Regions from separate parts of the Sus scrofa genome. Here region 1 is linked to region 2. The links are chromatin contacts, called in public Hi-C maps. All regions are on one chromosome and are shown on one strand. The core of a region is the stretch at or near the end of the contact, and the rest is flanking DNA. Distances in the headings are between cores, read along the strand shown.

Region 1 (4,665 bases), core at 1,529-4,028, 150 kb before region 2:
CTCTACAACAGGTCCTTGTTGTTGACCTATTTTAAGCATAAGCAGAACTCTTCTTAATCCTGATACAATTACAATATTTTATTTTATTTTTGTCTTTTTTGTTAGGGCCACACCCATGGCATATGGAGGTTCCCAGGCTAGGGGTCCAATTGGAGCTGTAGCCACCGACCTATGCCAGAGCCACAGCAACGCGGGATCGGAGCCTTGTCTGCGACCTACACCACAGCTCACGGCAATGTCGGATCCTTAACCCACTGAGCAAGGCCAGGGATTGAACCCGCAACCTCATGGTTTCTAGTCGGATTTGTTAACCAATGAGCCACAACGGGAACTCCACACAATTACAATATTTTAAATGGTGCTCAGAGTTTCATATAAGAACTTAAGGAGGATAGACTGTAGAAAGAGGCATGTTGTTTTCTCTGTTGAGGGTTATGAAGGACCTGATTATGTGTTTTGTTACAGAAAATTAACCCCTTTGTGCTACGGTTTCCTTACCTATAAAATGGGAAGGAGGGTGGTGTGTCTGAGTTTATTCATGTCTAGGATATAAAAGGTGATGGATGCCCTGGGATCCCACACACTGGTTTTGCTTCTTTATCTGGGGCCATCCAGCAGAAGAGCTGACACATCCTATGAAACAGCCTCCTGAAACACACCAGGCCATCCCAGCAGTGGGAGGAGACCCAGGCTCTGACAGAAACACCCCCCAACCCTCCCATGTCCCCCCACCCCAGCTGCCAGCTAGCACCTCCCTGAGGTGTTCAAAATGGGAATGGCCACTTATTTCCACAAGGGGGTCAAACAGAGACGGTTTGGGTGATGTCTTCCCAGGTAATTTAAGTTAACGATGCATTCCTACGGGCTTTGCATAAAATGCAGTGATGCTCAAATTAAGGGCACAGGTAGAAAACTGCCACCCCCATTCTAGAGAGGACCAAGCCCAGGCTCGCAGATGGTATGGGATTTGCCCACATGAAAAGCTCCAAGTCTCCAAGTTCTTCACATGGACCCCCCCACATCTCGTTTGCTATAAGGAATCTAGGGGCCTCGACAGGAGGGACCCACCTGTCTCTCTCTGTGTGCCGGGGCTATGTTGGGTCCCATACGCAGGGAACCTGTGAACCTCAATTAACTTCTAGGAGGCAGATATCGTGAAAACTCCATTTCACAGACGGGTTTCTGTGATTATGGAGCTTGGGAGCCAGAGTGAGTCATGGAAAGCCCTAGGCTGGACAGACTTCAGTTCAAATTCTCGTTCTGCTAGAATATATAAAGAATTCATACAATCCAGAAACAAAAAACCCAATTAAAAATTGGGCAGGGTGTACAGCAGAAAATTGACAGACTACTATAAACCAGCTATGATGGAAAAAATAAAAATCATTAAAAAAAAATTGGGCAGGGGTGTTGCTGTGGCTGTGGTGTAGCCCAGCAGCTACAGCTCTGATTTGACCCCTAGCCTGGGAACCTCCAGATGCTGCGGGTGTGGCCCTAAAGACCAAAAAAAAAAAAAAAAAAAAAAAAAAAACTGGGCAGGGGATATAAATAGACATTTTCCCAAAGACATATAAATGGTCAGAAGGCACAAGATGTTCGACATTACTAATTATTAGGGAAACACAACTCAAAAAAAGATATCACGTCCAACCTGTTGGAATGGCTATTATCAAAAAGAAAAGGAATAACACATGTTAGAGACGATGTGGAGAAAAGAGAATCCTTGCCTTGTATATAGCTGGTAGGAAGGCAAATTGGTGCCACCATCACGGAAAACTGTACGGAGGTTCCTAAAAAAATTAAGAATAGAACTGCCATTTGACCCAGCAGTTCCACTTCTGGGTATCTATCTGGAGAACATGAAAACACTAATTCAAAAAGCTATGTGCACCCCTATGTTCACTGCAGCATTATTTACAACAGCCAAGATACAGAAGCAGAGATGGATGAATGGATAAATGTGTGGTATACACACACACACACACACACACACACACACAGAGGAATACTACACACAGTCACAAAAAATCTTGCTACTTGTGACAACATAAATTGACCTTGAAGTTATTATACCAAGTGAAATACGTTAGATGGAGAAAGACAAACAATGAATGATTTTACTCATTTGTGGAATCAAAACAAAATGAAACAAATGAACAAACAAAATAAAACAAACTCACAGATACAGAGATCAGATCACTGGTTACTAGGGGAGGAGGGGGTTGGGGTGAGTGAAATGAGTAAAAGGGTCAGATGTGGGGATGGTCACTAGCCTCACGGTGGCGGTCACTCTGTGGTACATACAGATGTGGAGCTATAATGCTGTACACCTGCAAGTTACTGATTTCTTTATTTAGGCCGTGCCCATGGCATGGGAAGTTCCCGGGCCAGGGATTGAACCTGCGCCACAGCAGTGACCTGAGTCACAGCAGAGACAACACTGGCCCAGTGTTGATATCTGAGACCTTAACTCTGGAAGATCAGTGGTTTTATTTACAAAATAGAGACAAGTACTTGGGTACCATAGTGAGGGGCCCCAGGACCTGGAAACAAGATCACCTTCCATGAATGAAACAACCCGAACACTTCAAAAGTGAAAGCATGGAGAAGCCAGATTGTGTTAGAGAAACCGAATGAGTCCTTGGCTAGAAAGATCTGGCAGTCACCTGACTGAACATTTTAAGCCTTTTCAATAGGTCATTATCAGTTCCCTGTGAAATTTGTGTGTTTCTCCCCTCTTGGTTGCAAGTTCCAGAAGGACAGGAACAAGGTCCATCCTTTTACTACCTTTACCCCCTGGACCTAGTTACACAGTAAGCGCTCAGTAAATCAAAGAATGGAACATAGCTAAGGACAGAATACATTAATCAGAAAAGTCAGCAAGGGGAGTTCCCACTAGGGCACAACGGGATCAGTGGTGCCTCTGCAGCACCAGGATACAGGTTCGACTCCTGGCCCAGCACAGTGGGTTAAAGGATCTGGCATTGCCACAACTGTTACAGAGGCTGCAACTGTGGCTGAGATCTGATCCCTGGCCCAGGAACTCCATATGCTGTGGGGAAGGACAAAAACAAACAAACAAACAAACAAACAAACAAACAAAAAAAAAAAAAGAAAAAGAAAAGATCCAGGAAGCCCAGAAAAATAAAGCTGGAAGCGCAAAGCCCAGGCAAGTTCTGGCTGTGAGAAGACCTACCCGCGGTCAGCATCCCACTGAAGTTTCATATCCCCTGCAAGTGCGCCCACCGGCCGGTCACACTCAAGACATTCTAAGCCCTAGGGCCACTACTTGTAAATAGAGCAATGAACTGGCCTTCTGGGTGACACACAGGTCCATGAGCTGCTACCAGCTTCTGTCTGCAAGAAATGAGCCTGCCCTCAGGGGCAGCCAGACCTGGGGCTGAAGCAGGTTGAAAAGATAAAGTTTTTTTTTTTTTTTTCACTCTATTTGGTAGAGTAGGAGTCACTTAAGACAGCCCGCTGGCCCTACCCAGGTGGTCCTGGAACCTCTGAACTGCAGGATTTGCTGTCCCATTTTTTACAGCACCTTCCCTGCAAGGCTGTCATAAGCACGCAGAGAGGGAAGAGGACTGGCACAGAGTAAGTGCTCAATAAACCGTATGATGATGCCCGCTCTTTAAGGCACACATGGCATAAATGACTGAGTCAGCATTCCATGAATAACGAAGGACTATGTTCTATTCCCTGGTGTAAAAATAAGGACTACAATGAGTTTAACAGGCCGAGAGTCTGACAGGTCTGTGGCAGGGAGCAAAGGTCATGGTGACCGGGGCTGGCCAGGCAGAGCCTGTGGAAAGTGGTGGAAGAGGACTAAATGGTGGATCAGCACCAGGGGCCATACTGCCACCCTAAGGGGCAGTGGTCGTGTGTCGTTGCTACGATGATCAGAGGGCAACCCCAGCATTTAGTCTGCAGAAACGGAGCTGACCTTCGACCTCCTACAATGCTCCCGGCATCCTTTGCAGGGAACCGTCCTGCCCCAAATACCAGCAGCTCCCTGATGACAAACTATGGACACAGTGAACACGCGACAGGTGAGTGAGTCAGACGCAGGGGGAGAAAGAGCCCAGAGTTTGCGGACAAAGAACGAGGAGGGGGTCTGCCAGGTCCGTGCTTCACTTACCTACTTCTTTTCAGGGCAAAAGGAGAGGCTCATTGATTGAGAAAGGTGTGCATTCCCCTGGCCTGTGGCTGATCACACAGGTCTGTTCCTGATACCGCTTTTTTGCTTGGATGTTTGCTCCAGGTTGCAGGTCCATGTCCAGCCCCAAGCCCAAGACGCAAGGAGACAGGATGGCCGCATGGTTTGTCTGAGTCTTTCCTGACCTACCTTTCTCCAGAAGTCAGTGAGGCCCTGCGAGATGGGTGGGCCCCAAATTGCTCTTGCTTTACGGTATTGGAAGAGGTGACAAAATGCATGTTTCGAACATCAGGCAATGTGGTAAGGACACACATGCAGGCACATGCGCACATATGTGCACTCTCGCACACATGTGTGTTCAAGGGCATGTGCACATGTGCACACCCCCCCAATAACAAGGAAGCTTTCTGGCTGAAAAGAAAATGGCATTTTGTTTCTTTCAAATATACAAATACTGAATTTGCAGGGTCAAAGCAAGGCACATTCTTTGAAATGGAAAGGGT
Region 2 (4,822 bases), core at 1,354-3,853:
AAAATGTCACTTACTCCTTATATTGACCTTATGGTGTAAGCATCATTTCCACTTACAGATGAGGGAACCTCAGCTGAGAGATGCTAAGCCACTCTTACAAACACAACTAGTAGAGAAATCCCTGGGCTTGAGGCTCTACTTTCCCCAGGCTCCAGAAGGATTAGGTGGTTAGGTTAATTGGAACTTGTCTTTGTCACTTTTCACTTTTAATGATTTCTCACTGTTTTAAGTGAAAGACACTTTGAGGTACCTCAGACAATCTACCATCTGTCAGAGTGAGGAGGGGAAAGAAAACAATTCGCAAGCTATCAAAAGATAGTCCTGATATTTAAGATTCTCTACCTTGCATTTTCCAGGTGGGAACTTAGGGTCAGGCGTCAAAGGACCAGAGCATCTGCACCCTAGCTTCTCCCACTGTGGAGTACAAAACTCTGCCCTCAAGTAGCAGGAGGAGCAGGGAAGCGGGAGGCAGTGGGGACAAGAACTGAGCTTTGACTGCCATTCCCCCAGTGGCTAAGAGCTGCAGAGCCCCTGGTGGGGGTTAGGGAGGGCCCCTGGGGACCTGGGCCTTGCCTTCAAGAGCTCTGATTCCTTCATCTTAATGATAGCTTCAAATGAGGTTTGGTTGTTCTTAGCAAGTACATTTACTGAAACCATTGATGTGTCAAATGTGAACAAAAATACCACATTTTTGGTAACTCTAGGAATTTTCTTCTTCTCTTGTCCCCTACTTCCCCTCCCTCTGTTTCCCTCCTCTCTTCTCCTCTCCCTCCCTCCTTCCTTCATTCACAGAGAGGGCTTAGTGGCTGGCCTTTCCTTTAATTTCATACCAAGTTTGATACAAATTTCTTAGTGTAGTCTCTATCAGCAGTACAGTTGCTAATTTCAAACACTAAAAAAAAGTTGTAAGTGGGTAATGGATAATATTTTGATTGAATAATTGATTTGATATAATAATTCTCCAGGCTTTCTTGTACCTATTGGCTTTCTCATACTGCTGGGGAGAGAGGGGTAGGATCCTAGATGCTCTGCCCTCAGGAGAGAGCTGACAAAGAGACAAAGTCTTAACTCTGAGTTCTAAAATAGATAAGATATATGCATAGCAAGAAGGAAAGTCTTGAAAGTCAAGGTTTCTGTTGTAAGAGTTGGGTTTTTGAGACAGGATTTTAAATTCTGAAAGTTGGGCTTGGGCCATCAATAACTAGTGACCTCAGGATACAGTTCCTGAGAGCCCACCATGGGCATGTCTTCTCAACTCCATGTTCAGTAACTTAAAATCAACCATGGTAAAAGTATGTGTTCAGGGAGTTCCCACTAAGGTGCAGTGGGTTAAAGATCTGGCTTGCCTCTGTGGAGGCGCTGGTTTGATCCCCAGCCTGGCACAGTGGGTTAAGGATCCAGTGTTGGTGCAGTTATGTCATAGGTCACAGCTGTGGTTCAGATTGGATCCCTGGCCTGGGAACTTCCATATGCCATGGGTGTCACTAGAAAAAAAAAATAGAAATGTGTTCACCATGGAAGTTGGCAAATCCTCAAACCAGGGCCTTTTTCCTAGAGAGTCTGTTGTTAACATTTTGGAAGGCGGGGAACTAGGAGAAAAGAGCACAGGCGAACTGCTGTGTAGACCCTTCATGAGCTGAACTCATGGTGGGGGGAGGTAGACAGATAAATTTCCACATAGGGCTGGAGATAAGAGGCCAGGTTATTGCATCTCATTTCCTACCTGCAGCTCTGTGAGAAGGTTGCAGCTGCAGAGTGCTGTGTGTGAAAATGGGCAGGAATAACAGCAGGGCAGGTCTAGGTGTAGGGACCACATGGGAGAGCTGGTCTCCCTGCCCCGCAACCCTCAATCCCCCCTCAACTCTTTTAAGGCCAAAGAGTCCATAGAGACTTCCTGTTGGACCCTGAATTGAGCAGAGATCAGCTCACATTCTTGGAGTGCAGGGGCTAGTGGGGTCATTGATGTTCCCTTGGGGTCACCTTTTCCACCAGTTCCTCCTTTGCTATGTTTTTCTCACTAATGGAATCCCATTTAATGGTCAGCCACCTAAGGATCTCATTTAAGATACATCCTGTAGAGTTCCCCCATCTCAATGTTTAGTTCATTAAAATGCAGCATTGGCGTTCTTGTGGCTCAGTGGATTAATAACCTGACATAGTGTCTGTGGAGATGTGGGTTTGATCCCTGGACTTGCTCAGTTGGTTAAGGATTCAGCATTGCTAAGCTGTGGTGTAGGTTGCAAATGCAGCTCAAATCTGGCGTTACTGTGGCTGTAGGTAGGCTGGCAGCTACAGCTCCGATTCAACCCCTAGCCTGGGCACTTAATATGCCACAGGTGCAGCCATAAAAAGAAAAAATAATAATAAAAATAAAATGCAGCATTGAACATCAGAAAATTAGGAATAAAATTCCCCCAGAAGGTTGAGTCTGCTGTAGGTTTCCTCATGGCTTGATAGACACAGATTCCTGTGGCCCCTTTTAAAAATATAAGCCTCTCCTATGATAGAAAAAGAAGAGAAGGAAGATAGGTGAAAACCGTAGAAAATGGCAGCTGAAAATCTGATGGAAAAAGGAAAGGGGGACACCTGCAGGACAGCCAGACTGCAATGAGAGTGAAAGGAACAGGGAAATAGAAACAAACAAGTTACAACACCAAAGTGAGCCACAGAGGAAACATGGAGAAGAAAATGGATTCTCTGAGAAATATTGTACAGAGGATGCTGCACCACAAAGCAACAAGATCTATGGATGCACAAAACTAACAGAGAAAGAAGAGTCGTGAGTTCCAGTGTGACAGGAGCCCCTGATTTCTCTACTTCCTGGGATTGAGTTAGAGGTGGGCAGCTACTCCATGGTTCCATAATGCTGTAGAAAAACAGGTTCCTTCATGGCTTGCCAAACATGTGTACAGGCCTGTGAGAGGCAATTGCTAAATTTTCAGGAATTTTGCTAAACAGTTATTTTAAAAATTATGTTAGGAGGTTCCTGTCGTGGCTTAGCGGAAATGAATCTGATTAGTATCCATGACCATACAGATTCAGTCCCTGGCCTCAGTCAGTGGGTTAAGGATCCAGCATTGCCGTGAGCTGTGGTGTAGTTCGCAGACGAGGCTTGGATCTGGTGTTGCTGTGGCTGTGGCTGTGGCTGTGGCCTGCAGCTACAGCTCTGATTTGACTCCTAGCCTGTCAGCCTCTGTGTGCTGCAGGTGTGGCCTTAAAAAAAAAAGGACAAAAAAATTAAGTTATATAAATTTACAGCTGAATAAATTATATTTAAAACATACTAAAACTCATCACATTCTAATTATTTTACTATACCATCTGTGTATCTGATACAATCTATGTATTTACAATGGTTGTCACTGCCTTCAAATGACTTCACATTGATAGATGAAAATCAGCCACAGTAGGAGTATTTACACCAAGTGTAAACTAAGCTTAAAAGTGTGTTGTGCCTGTAGCTGTTATATTATGAAGAACACAAAAAATTGAGGAAATATTCTTCCAGTATTCAAAAACTATCATCTGATTCATCAAAACAAATTGCTTAAATCATTAACAAATGATTTGTCTTTTCATTTTTGTCTTAGTCATTAAGGTACATGAAAATATCAACCAGCATTCCTGGCAGAACTGTACTTGTTCATCAGTTGCAACCATCATTGGCTGCAAACACAAGAGTTCAGCAAAAGTCAGAGATATTGTTCTGTAATAATCAATTGCTATGTGGAATTTAAAATAAAGAGTGTTTTACGTTTTCTTAGTAGTAGTAGAAGTAATAGTAAATTGGGTGACTCACATCCTTTATATCAGTAAAATTTGTAATAAACTTATGTACCAGTATTTGCACACAGGTATTTTTTGTTCTTGTTCGAGAGCCAGTTGTTAAACATTTACCAGCACATTACTGGGTAGTTTAGTCACTAACTATTGCCTCACCTAACAACTATGATACTCAGAAGCCTTCCTTTAGAAAAGGACCTAGAGGCAGTGAAAAGCACAAACATCTCTTCTTTCCTTTTTAAAAAATTGTGGTAGAATATACATAACAATTTACCATTTTAGCCATGTTTTCTTTTTCTGTGATATATTTCTCTTGTGGGAATTGGTATATGTAAGTATCTGTATTGAGGAATACTGTTATTTCCTATTTTTCTTTCTTTTTTTTCATTTTTGGCTACCCCACAGCATATGGGGTTCCAAGACCAGGGTTCAGATCTGAACCGCATTTGTGACCTAAGCTTCAGCTGTAGCAACGATAGGTCCTTTAGACCACTGTGCTGGACCGGTGATCGAACTTGTGTCCTGGCGCTGCAGAGATGCTACTGATCCCATTGTGTCACAGTGGGAACTACTATTTTTAGTTTTTAATTTTTTTTTTTTTGGTCTTTTTAGGGCCACAACCACGTTACGTGTAAGTTCCCAGGGTAGAGGTCGAATCAGAGCTGTACCTGTTGGCTTACGCCACAGCCCCAATGCCAGATTCAAGCTACATCTGCTGTCTACACCACAGCTCATGGCAATGCCGGATCCTTAACCTACTGAGTAAGGCCAGGGATCGAACCTGAAACCTCATGGATACTAGTCTAGTTCGTTACCACTGAGCCACACTGGGAACTCCAGGTGTTTTGTTTTGTTTTTTTGTTTTGTCTTTCGTCTTTTGAGGGCCGCACCTGGGGCACATGGAGGTTCCCAGGCTAGGTGTATAATCAGAGCTGTAGCTGCTGGCCTATGCCAGAGCCACAGCAACACAGGATCCAAGCCGTGTCTGTGACCTACACCACAGCTCCTGGCAACGCCGGATCGTTAACCCACTGAGCAA

What was found. Hi-C and Micro-C count contacts between places; a contact is called where the count stands out from the background.
Region 1: a Hi-C map of liver shows a contact between it and region 2, with 3 times the contacts expected there. The contact joins two enhancer-like sites. A contact is called at or near these places in 2 of 47 Hi-C or Micro-C datasets (liver and skeletal muscle).

Annotation. Positions count from the first base shown.
Region 1 is chr6:108,187,489-108,192,153 of Sscrofa11.1, reverse strand. All of the region lies in intron 4 of CABLES1 (CDK5 and ABL1 enzyme substrate 1), which reads right to left. Among named protein-coding and RNA genes, the nearest start is that of CABLES1, 73 kb to the right of the region's middle. Within about 2 kb of position 2,778, at least 3 of the 83 cell types and tissues checked have an H3K27ac peak or open chromatin away from gene starts, as enhancers often do. A contact at or near this core is called in liver, where this site is marked.
Region 2 is chr6:108,040,257-108,045,078 of Sscrofa11.1, reverse strand. All of the region lies in intron 4 of LOC106510679 (a long non-coding RNA gene), which reads left to right. Among named protein-coding and RNA genes, the nearest start is that of CABLES1, 74 kb to the left of the region's middle. Within about 2 kb of position 2,603, at least 3 of the 83 cell types and tissues checked have an H3K27ac peak or open chromatin away from gene starts, as enhancers often do. A contact at or near this core is called in liver, where this site is marked.